2 separate regions of the Danio rerio genome follow, and region 2 is linked to region 1. Evidence: chromatin contacts called from public Micro-C data. All regions are on one chromosome and are shown on one strand. Each heading gives the region's core, a stretch centred on a gene start, on an enhancer-like site or on the middle of the called end of the contact. The rest is flanking DNA. Distances are from core to core; before and after follow the strand shown.

Region 1 (4,714 bases), core at 641-3,140:
TAATGGATATTTACACAGTACTTCTACTTTCACATTTCTGACAATCCTTTCACAGGCGTTTGGTTGAACTAAATGCTTTTAACAAGCATCTCCTGTGTGTGTGATCAGATTTCATGTCACTATTGGACATGATGAATATCATTCGAGAAAGGCACAGTGCAACTTTTTCCACTAGAGGGCGTGTATTCGCAACAAACAAAGATGTATTTTGTTGATGCCATGACTGAGTGTGAAATCATGGGAGTTGTCTTCATCATGCTACAGGACTCATGTTGATGAGTAAAGTATTTAACACTTATAATCATGGTAGATAAAGCAAAAACCTGTTCACACCAAACACAATAAGCTTTTAATTTGGCATCACCCCTTGTGACCAGCAGGTGTCCTCAGTGTGAGGCTACCCCATCTGAACACACTATTAGTGTGTTCAGATGGCGTTAGTGTTAGTGTGTTAGATTAGCGTTAGTGACATGTAATCAATCTAATCAATAAGTCAATTTTGCAATCGTCTGTTTCCCAGCAATTTCAACACAAAAACACTGAAACTAGCACTGGATTCCTGTATTTCTTTTGAAAGCCAGCATGACTTTCATAACTTCCATACGTTTTTTTATCATTATTTCCCATGGTAAAACACATTGTTTCCATGATAGTCTTTATCTTTAAATGACCTTTTAAATACTTAACATCAGTGTTTGTTCACAGTGTCGTCTGTATCTTTAAATAGCACGAGCCAGTGTTTCATCGTTCAACAGCTGGGAATAATCATTCTGAAATTGATCCCAATGATATCGTCCCTCTGTATCTTTATCGTTGTGGTGTGAACTATGCTATTCTTTAACACCGTGAATCACTTTTAAAACTATATCTTTATCCGCATCGATTGTCAATGTTTCTTCAGCTATTGGGTATTGGAGATCACAATTTCAAGATGTAAACTGGAACGAGACTTTTAAGATTTCCAGACGTTTTTGTATAACGAATAAAATTAGAGAGGTGTCATTTAAAATTGTTCATCGTATTTACCCTGCAAAACTGGCAATTGCAAGATTCTGTAAAGATAGTGATTTAAAATATACTTTCTGTAATGATAAAGAAGAGAGCATTGTTCATTTATTTTCATTTATTTTATGAATGTATTTATACACAATTGTTTTAGTGTGATCTTTTCTTTTTTGTTAAGCAGAGTACGAATATTGCCTTGTAATTCAAAGAAAAATAAGTTTTTTTTTATGAGAATACAGTCGACTTCAAAATGTGGCATATTGTTAATTTGCTTATTATATATGGAAAAATTTTGTATTCATAAATGTAAATAGGCAGTGAAAAAAAACTAATTTTACTCACTTTAAAATAGAAATAAGTCATTACCTATGCACGATAAAATACCAAAGCAAAAAAGAACTGTTATTTATTTTAAAGCCTTAAATTTTGGTTTTTGAATACATTTTTTTTCCTAAATTGTACTTGATTGGATGTTAATACAATGTTGTTATTGCCCTTGTAAGTTCTGTGTTCTAAAATTGCAATTAAAAAAAAAAAAAAGCAGCTTTTTCCATGTTTTCTAGAAAGCCAAACCCAAAATCAAGGTTGTGTGACATCATTAGCATCAACACACAGTACACACTCCTTCTCACCAGTTAAAATTGATGATTTCTCAGAATTTGAGCATTCTTTGAACCATTTGGGATAATGCAAGTACTTAAGTCAGAAAAATGTCACTGTTCTTGACGTTTCTGGATATTTTAATGAAACATAAATATTAAATATTATGCAAACCGGATAAGAAAAAAACAAGTGCATGACTGTTTGGTGAACACTTCAATGTGTTTTCAGTGATCACGAAACGTTCTGCAAACTTAATGTCGCCCACTGGTGTTTGGTATTCGAGATGCAGATCAAACACATCATCATGTGCCTCACACTTTGTCCTCTAGCCGTCGCTGCTGCTCCTCGTAGCTCTTACTGAGTTTTTCTAGCTCCTCTCTCAGCTTATTCTGAACTCCCTGCAATAAAAAACAGCGCACTTGTGTGAAACAACATTACAATACAGAAACATATTAAATTATAGATAAGCACACAAAACCTATTATAAATATTATACCACATTAATTAGCCATGTTTTTCTTTTTTTAAATGAATAACCAAGGTAATGGCGAAGCAGTGGCGCAGTAGGTAGTGCTGTTGCCTCACAGCAAGAAGGTCGCTGGTTCGATCCTTGGCTCAGTTGGCGTTTCTGTGTGGAGTTTGCATGTTCTCCCTGCATTCGCGTGGGTTTTCTCTGGGTGCTGCGGTTTCCCCCACAGTTCAAAGACATGCGGTACAGGTGAATTGGGTAAGCTAAATTGTCCGTAGTGTATGAGTGTGTGTGTGAATGAGTGTTTATGGATGTTTCCCATAGATGGGTTGTGGCTGGAAGGGCATCCGCTGCATAAAAATGTGCTGGATAAGCTGGCGGTTCGTTCCGCTGTGGCGACCTCAGATTAATAAAGGGACTAAGCCGACAAGAAAATGGTTAAATGAACGAATAACCAAGGTAATTTTAGCTAAAAATGCAATGTTCAACTAAAGACAGAAAGTGTCCAACATCTTAAATAGTCTGAGGATGAATAATTGAACAGCATATTTTCATTTTTAAGTGATCTACAAAACACTTTTACTGTAAGATATGCATATTAGCATGATTTTCTGTAAAGCTGCTTTAAATCCTTTTGATTTGATACACTCATAATCAAATTATAGTTTAGGATATTCTTACATTTTCCCCCAGTGTGCTCTTGCTCTGTTCAAACTCCTCTGGCTGTTAAAACAAACAGCAAAATCAGTGTGTTTAAATATAAAAGTTTATTAGGAATTATACTGGTTTACTACTTTAATTAATGGGATTTGATAAGGAAAGCATCACTGTTGTTATTGATATGCATACTTCTACATGTATTTATTACCTATGATAATATCATAATGGTTGTTTTAATGTCATGACAAATTACATTAGTTGTTACTCACTTTGCACAAAACATGTCTTACAAGTAGAAAAGCCTTGACTGAAGCCAATTAGAATGCAGTCAGAATGACCATATCATTTAAGTTAGTAAAAAAGTAGAAAAAAATAAGATAAGATATGAGAAATATTGCACGGACAGGGACAGAACCTCATAAACATTTGGTTGTATTTTTGTGTGAAGGTTGCATGTGAGAGTGTGTACATGTGAGTGTTTGTGTGATTATGTGTGCGCATGTGATTTTGTGTGTGTGCGTGTGCATGTGAGTGTACGTATGTGAGAGAATGTATGCATGTGCGTGTGTGTATGTGAGTGCGCATGTAAGTATGTGTATATGAGTGTGTGCATGTGAGTGCATGTATGTGAGAGAATGTTTCCATGTACGTGTGTGTGTCAGTGTGCATGTAAGCATGTGTATATGAGAGTGTGCATGTGAGCGTGTGTGTGAGAGAATGTGTGCATGTACGTGTGTGTGTCAGTGTGCATGTAAGTATGTGTATATGAGTGTGTGCATGTGAGCGTGTGTGTGAGAGAATGTGTGCATGTGCGTATGTGTGTGTGAGTGCGCATGTGAGTATGTGTATATGAGTGTGTGTATGTGAGCGTGTGTGTGAGAGAATGTGTGCATGTGCGTATGTGTGTGTGAGTGCGCATGTGAGTATGTGTATATGAGTGTGTGCATGTGAGCGTGTGTGTGAGAGAATGTGTGCATGCAGGTGTGTGTGTGTCAGTGTGCATGTAAGTATGTGTATATGAGTGTGTGCATGTGAGCGTGTGTGTGTGAGTGCGCATGTAAGTATGTGTATATGAGTGTGTGCATGTGAGCGTGTGTGTGTCAGTGTGCATGTGAGTATGTGTATATGAGTGTGTGCATGTGAGTGTGTGTGTGAGAGAATGTGTGCATGTACATGTGTGTGTCAGTGTGCATGTAAGTATGTGTATATGAGTGTGTGCATGTGAGTGTACGTATGTGAGAGAATGTGTGCATGTACGTGTGTGTGTGTCAGTGTGCATGTAAGTATGTGTATATGAGTGTGTGCATGTGAGTGTGTGTGTCAGAGAATGTGTGCATGTACATGTGTGTGTCAGTGTGCATGTAAGTATGTGTATATGAGTGTGTGCATGTGAGTGTACGTATGTGAGAGAATGTGTGCATGTACGTGTGTGTGTGTCAGTGTGCATGTAAGTATGTGTATATGAGTGTGTGCATGTGAGTGTGTGTGTCAGAGAATGTGTGCATGTACATGTGTGTGTCAGTGTGCATGTAAGTATGTGTATATGAGTGTGTGCATGTGAGTGTACGTATGTGAGAGAATGTGTGCATGTACGTGTGTGTGTGTCAGTGTGCATGTAAGTATGTGTATATGAGTGTGTGCATGTGAGTGTGTGTGTGAGAGAATGTGTGCATGTGCGTATGTGTGTGTGAGTGCGCATGTAAGTATGTGTATATGAGTGTGTGCATGTGAGTGTGTGTGTGAGAGAATGTGTGCATGTACATGTGTGTGTCAGTGTGCATGTAAGTATGTGTATATGAGTGTGTGCATGTGAGCGTGTGTGTGAGAGAATGTGTGCATGTGCGTATGTGTGTGTGAGTGTGCATGTAAGTATGTGTATATGAGTGTGTGCATGTGAGCGTGTGTGTGAGAGAATGTGTGCATGTACGTGTGTGTGTCAGTGTGCATGTAAGTATGTGTATATGAGTGTGTGCATGT
Region 2 (4,714 bases), core at 831-3,330, 46 kb before region 1:
GCAGTAATTAACCCTCATGGATATTTGTTATCTTGTACTGAATTTCTTAAAAAATTTAATTACCAGTTAAATCGAGAGAATTCGCTATTGTTTTGGATGCAATTCTTAAGGGTGTAAAACAACAATGTACCAATGAAATTATAAAGAATGCTCTCCGTTCGTTGGCTCTACCTACAGCAAGACATTTTTGGCTTTCATTATTTGATAATAATTCTTGGGTTAAAGCTTGGAAGTTGACAAATAAGTTTTGCTTAAACAAAATTTTAAAAAGTGTCTTACAACATTCTCCATAGAATTTATCCTGCTAAACATGTTTTGGAAAGATTTAAACTTAACATTTCATATATGTGTGAATTTTGTGGTTTAAAAAAAGAAACAATTTTGCATCTTGTTTTTCATTGTATTTACTGAAGAATATTTTGGAAAGATCTGGAATTGTTTATTAACAAAAAAAAATGGACTTTAAGATAGAAATTGGTTTATTTGATGCACTGTTTTATTCTGATAATGAGAACTTGAACTGTAAAGAACAATATATTTTTAATTTGTTTATGCTGTTAGGAAAATACCATATAGATAAGAAAAAGTGGGCTCAATGTAAACTAAACATTGCCCATTTGTGAATGACTTTAAAGTATACAGAAACAGGTAATGCTCTGAAAACATTTAATGTCATGTAATTGTATGTATGTATATATATATATATATATATATATATATATATATATATATATATATATATATATATATATATATATATATATATCTTTCAGAAACTATGTGAAATGTAATACCTCTTGTTCTTGTGGCATTGAGTTAATATTAATAAAAAACAGTGTTATGTTTCAAAATCCTTCAGGTTAATACAATTTAATATCGGTTAAAATCATTTTGATACAGTTAAAATCCATTTTTATTATTGATACAGTGTTGTGCTAAAATGAATAAGTTGAATCATTTGTTTCATTCATTAAAGAGTCATTTATTCGCTAGAGCAGTGGTTCTTAAACTGTGGTACGTGTACCACTAGTGGTACGCAGGCTTCCTTCTAGTGGTACACGGAGGAATGAAATATGTCATGTACATCCTACATATATTTCAAAATTTATTAAAAATGATGTATATATTATGCCATATATGACATATAGTCTATATTTCTGAGGTAATCTGCCACGTTTTTTTAAATGTGCAGAGTTGTAGCTGCTTTACTGGGCCTACTACGTTACTATATTTCAATACTGCTCATTTTGGTGGTACTTGGAGAGACAATTTTTTTCTGAGGTGGTACTTGATGAAAAAAGTTTGAGAACCACTGCGCTAGAGTGACACGGATGATATTGCCAGCTCTGTTATGTTTTAAAATCTTTAACATTTATTACAGAGTTAATAGATATATTTAAATATCAATGACATATATTGTTGTATAGTGAATCGAGTGACTCGTTCGGTTCATTAAACGAATCATACGGAGTAATTGATTCGCTAGAGTGACTCGGATGCTCTTGCCAGCACTGTGTTATGTTTCAAAATCTCTCACATTAATTACAGAGCCAATGGATAGAATAAATATTAATAAGATAGGTTTTGATATAGTGCATGCTTGCTGAGTTGTTAAAATGAACCAGTGAATCGTTCGGTTTATTAAACGAATCATACGGAGTAATTGATTCACTAGAGTGACTCGGATCCTATTGCCAGCCCTTTGTTATGTTTTAAAATCCCTCACAATAATTACAGAGTTAATAGATATAATTAAAGATTAATTAAGTATGTTGTGATATAGTGCAGTGTTAAAATGAACCAGTGAATCGTTCGATTTATTAAATGAATCTTACGGAGTAATTGATTCTTTAGAGTGACTCGGATGCCCTTGCCAGCGCGGTGTTATGTTTTAAAAATCCTTCTCATTCATTGAGAACAGGCTGATTAAAAATTCCTCCGTCGTTTTCCCTTACCCGGCGTGAATAGACGAGACTCCATTCATTGGACTTTAACTGCGCTAAAGCCACGCCTCCAGTGGGGGCGGAGTTTAAAGTTTGCTCCAGTTGTAAAAGTTCGGCGCTGGAGCTCCAGTCGGCAGCGGGGACGCGCGGTGCCACTGCTCAAACGGGACGGGCTGATGATCTGCAGAAAGAGAGGGAAAGTTTAGTTAAACAGATCCGTCTTTTGGCTTAGACAACAGTATGGGAATAGTAGGTTTGCGTGTTCTTTAGAAAATAGGTTTGGAGAAGCAGTGACCGGGACTTTACGCACGCGTCTCTCTGGATAACAGCACGCGCAGTGATGGAGATTTGGGGATTTAGGAGTGTTGCGCTATGGATTTCATTCCTGACGGGTTGGTCGATGGCCAGTTACTCAGAAGATCAGTGCAGCTGGAGAGGAAGGTAAATAACACGGAATTATTTCCGTGTCGATTATATTGCATATTAACTTTGTTTTATCCTCAATAGCATTGATTTTTCTGCTGTCTTGCATGATTTCTGTGTAATTTGATGTATTAATTAATCATTTTAAATACGGTTTTGTTATTTGCATTTACTTTAAAAATTGTTGAAATAAACGTACAAATATAACGTTGATTATATCAATAAATTAGAAATATTAACGCTTTTTAGAGAAGTGCAAATATAATAACTAGAGCAATACTCATATATCATGGCTAACATATGCATTGAATCTATCTATCTATCTATCTATCTATCTATCTATCTATCTATCTATCTATCTATCTATCTATCTATCTATCTATCTATCTATCATATGCATGCGCACTAGGAAAAAAAAAGATGCGGGAAAAAAGCCAATTAAATACTTGGGGTGTAATTTACTCCGGAAATTTTAAATTTTGAAGTTCCTGAAAAGTTTTATTAGTTTCAGTGCTGATGGATGTTTCCATTAGTGCGGAAAGTTTAAATGCCAGCAGCTAAACTGACCAATAGGGGGCGCCTAACTTTTCTTGCAACTTTATAAAATCCAAAAGGACTTAAAGGGATAGTTCACTTTAAAAGGTTTCGAACCTTTATGAGTTTATTCTGTTGAACACACAAGAAGATATTTTAAAGAAAGCTGAAAACCAGTAACCATTAACCTCCATAGTAGGAAAACAAATACTATGGAAGTCAATGGTTACAGGTTTCTAACATTTAAAAAAAATATTCTATTCAGGATAATAGAAAACAGGCCAAGAGACAGGACTGTTCTGATTGCATCACACCTAAAGGGGTAGAGTTCACCCAAAAATGATTATTTTCTCACTATTTACTCTCCTTCGAGTAATTCCAGACTTTTAAAAAGTTAGATTTTAAAATATATTAAAATAAGATATTTTGAAGAATGCTGAAAACCGGTAACTATTGATTTTCATAGTAGGAAAACAATTACTATGGAAATCGATGGTTACAGGTTTCCAACATTTTTAAATACATCTTCTTTTGTGTTCAATTGAAGAAAGAAAGTCAAATAGGGTTTAAACAAGCGAAGGGTGAGTAAATAATGACACTTTTATTTTCGGGGTGAACTGTCCATTTAAGATAATAGAAAGCAGGCCTAGAGACATGACTGTGTTCTGATAGCATCACACTTAAAGGGGTAGAGTTTATCCCAAAATCAATATTTTCTCACTATTGACTCTCCTTTGAGTAGTTCCAGACCTTTAAAAGTTAGGTACTTCGGTTGAACATAAAAATAAGTTATTTAGAGAAATTCTGAAAACCGGTAACCATTGACTTCCATAGTAGGAAAAACAATTACTATGGAAGTCAATGGTTACTGGTTTCTTTCCAAATATTTTTCAAAATATATTCTTTAAGATTTAACAGAATTAAAGTAAAATGTGAGTAAATGATGACAGTATTACAATTTTTGAGTGAACTATACCTTAATTGTAGATAAAGAGACTCAAAGAGTATAATTCAGTTTGTATAATTAGCACTTTTACGGCCTCATTTTGTAGAATCGCTGAACTCCTCCTCGATTTTAAGTTGCTTCGGACAAAAGCGTCTGCCTTTATAACCTTTATGAGTTACATTCTTCTGTTAATCACAAAAATAAGATATTTTGAAGAATGCTGAAAACCGGTAACCATTGACTTCCATAGTAGGAAAAACAAATACTATGGATGTCAATGGTTACCGGTTTCTTTCTAAACATTTCTCAAAATATATTCTTTTAAGTTTAACCAAATTAAAGTAAAATATAAGTAAATGATGACAGAATTACAATTTTAGAGTGAACTATCTCCTAATAGTGGATAAAGAGACTCAAAAGAATAGAATTTCATTTGTATAATTAGCACTTTTGGCATCTTCTTGTAGAATCGCTGAACTCCTCTCTGATTGTAAAAGTTGCTTTGGACAAAAGCGTCTGCCAAATGACTAAATGTAAATGTAGAGTGGTTAAGTGGACCCACTCTTGTTTCTTGAAGTGGTCTTTCTCAGGTCAAAAGTTAAAGTTTACTCACTTTTTACTCTCCCTTGAGTAGTTCCAAACCTTTAAAATTTACATTACTCTGTTGTACACAAAAATAAGATATTTTGAAGAATGCTGAAAACGGGTAACCATTGACTTCTATAGGAGGAAAAACAAATATGGACGTTAATGGGTACTGGTTTCTTTCAAAACATTTCTCAAAATATCTTCTTTTAGGTTTAACAAATGTAAATGTAAATGACAGAATTACAATTTTTGAGTGAACTACCCCTTTAATATGGATAAA

What was found. A called contact is a pair of places that touch in the nucleus more often than the background predicts.
Region 2: a contact with region 1 is called in a Micro-C map of caudal fin, with 3 times the contacts expected there. The contact joins the promoter of metrn here to the enhancer-like site in region 1. A contact is called at or near these places in 2 of 18 Hi-C or Micro-C datasets (caudal fin and an unstated tissue).

The regions. Positions count from the first base shown.
Region 1 is chr24:41,572,432-41,577,145 of GRCz12tu, reverse strand. It overlaps ccdc78 (coiled-coil domain containing 78), which reads right to left. Exons shown (of 13, transcript XR_012399547.1): 5 at 2,759-2,800; 6 at 1,924-2,006. Among named protein-coding and RNA genes, the nearest start is that of ccdc78, 9.1 kb to the right of the region's middle. Within about 2 kb of position 1,890, at least 12 of the 62 cell types and tissues checked have an H3K27ac peak or open chromatin away from gene starts, as enhancers often do.
Region 2 is chr24:41,618,320-41,623,033 of GRCz12tu, reverse strand. metrn (meteorin, glial cell differentiation regulator) reads left to right here and starts at 2,080. Exons shown (of 4, transcript NM_001009983.2): 1 at 2,080-2,384. The coding sequence starts at 2,284.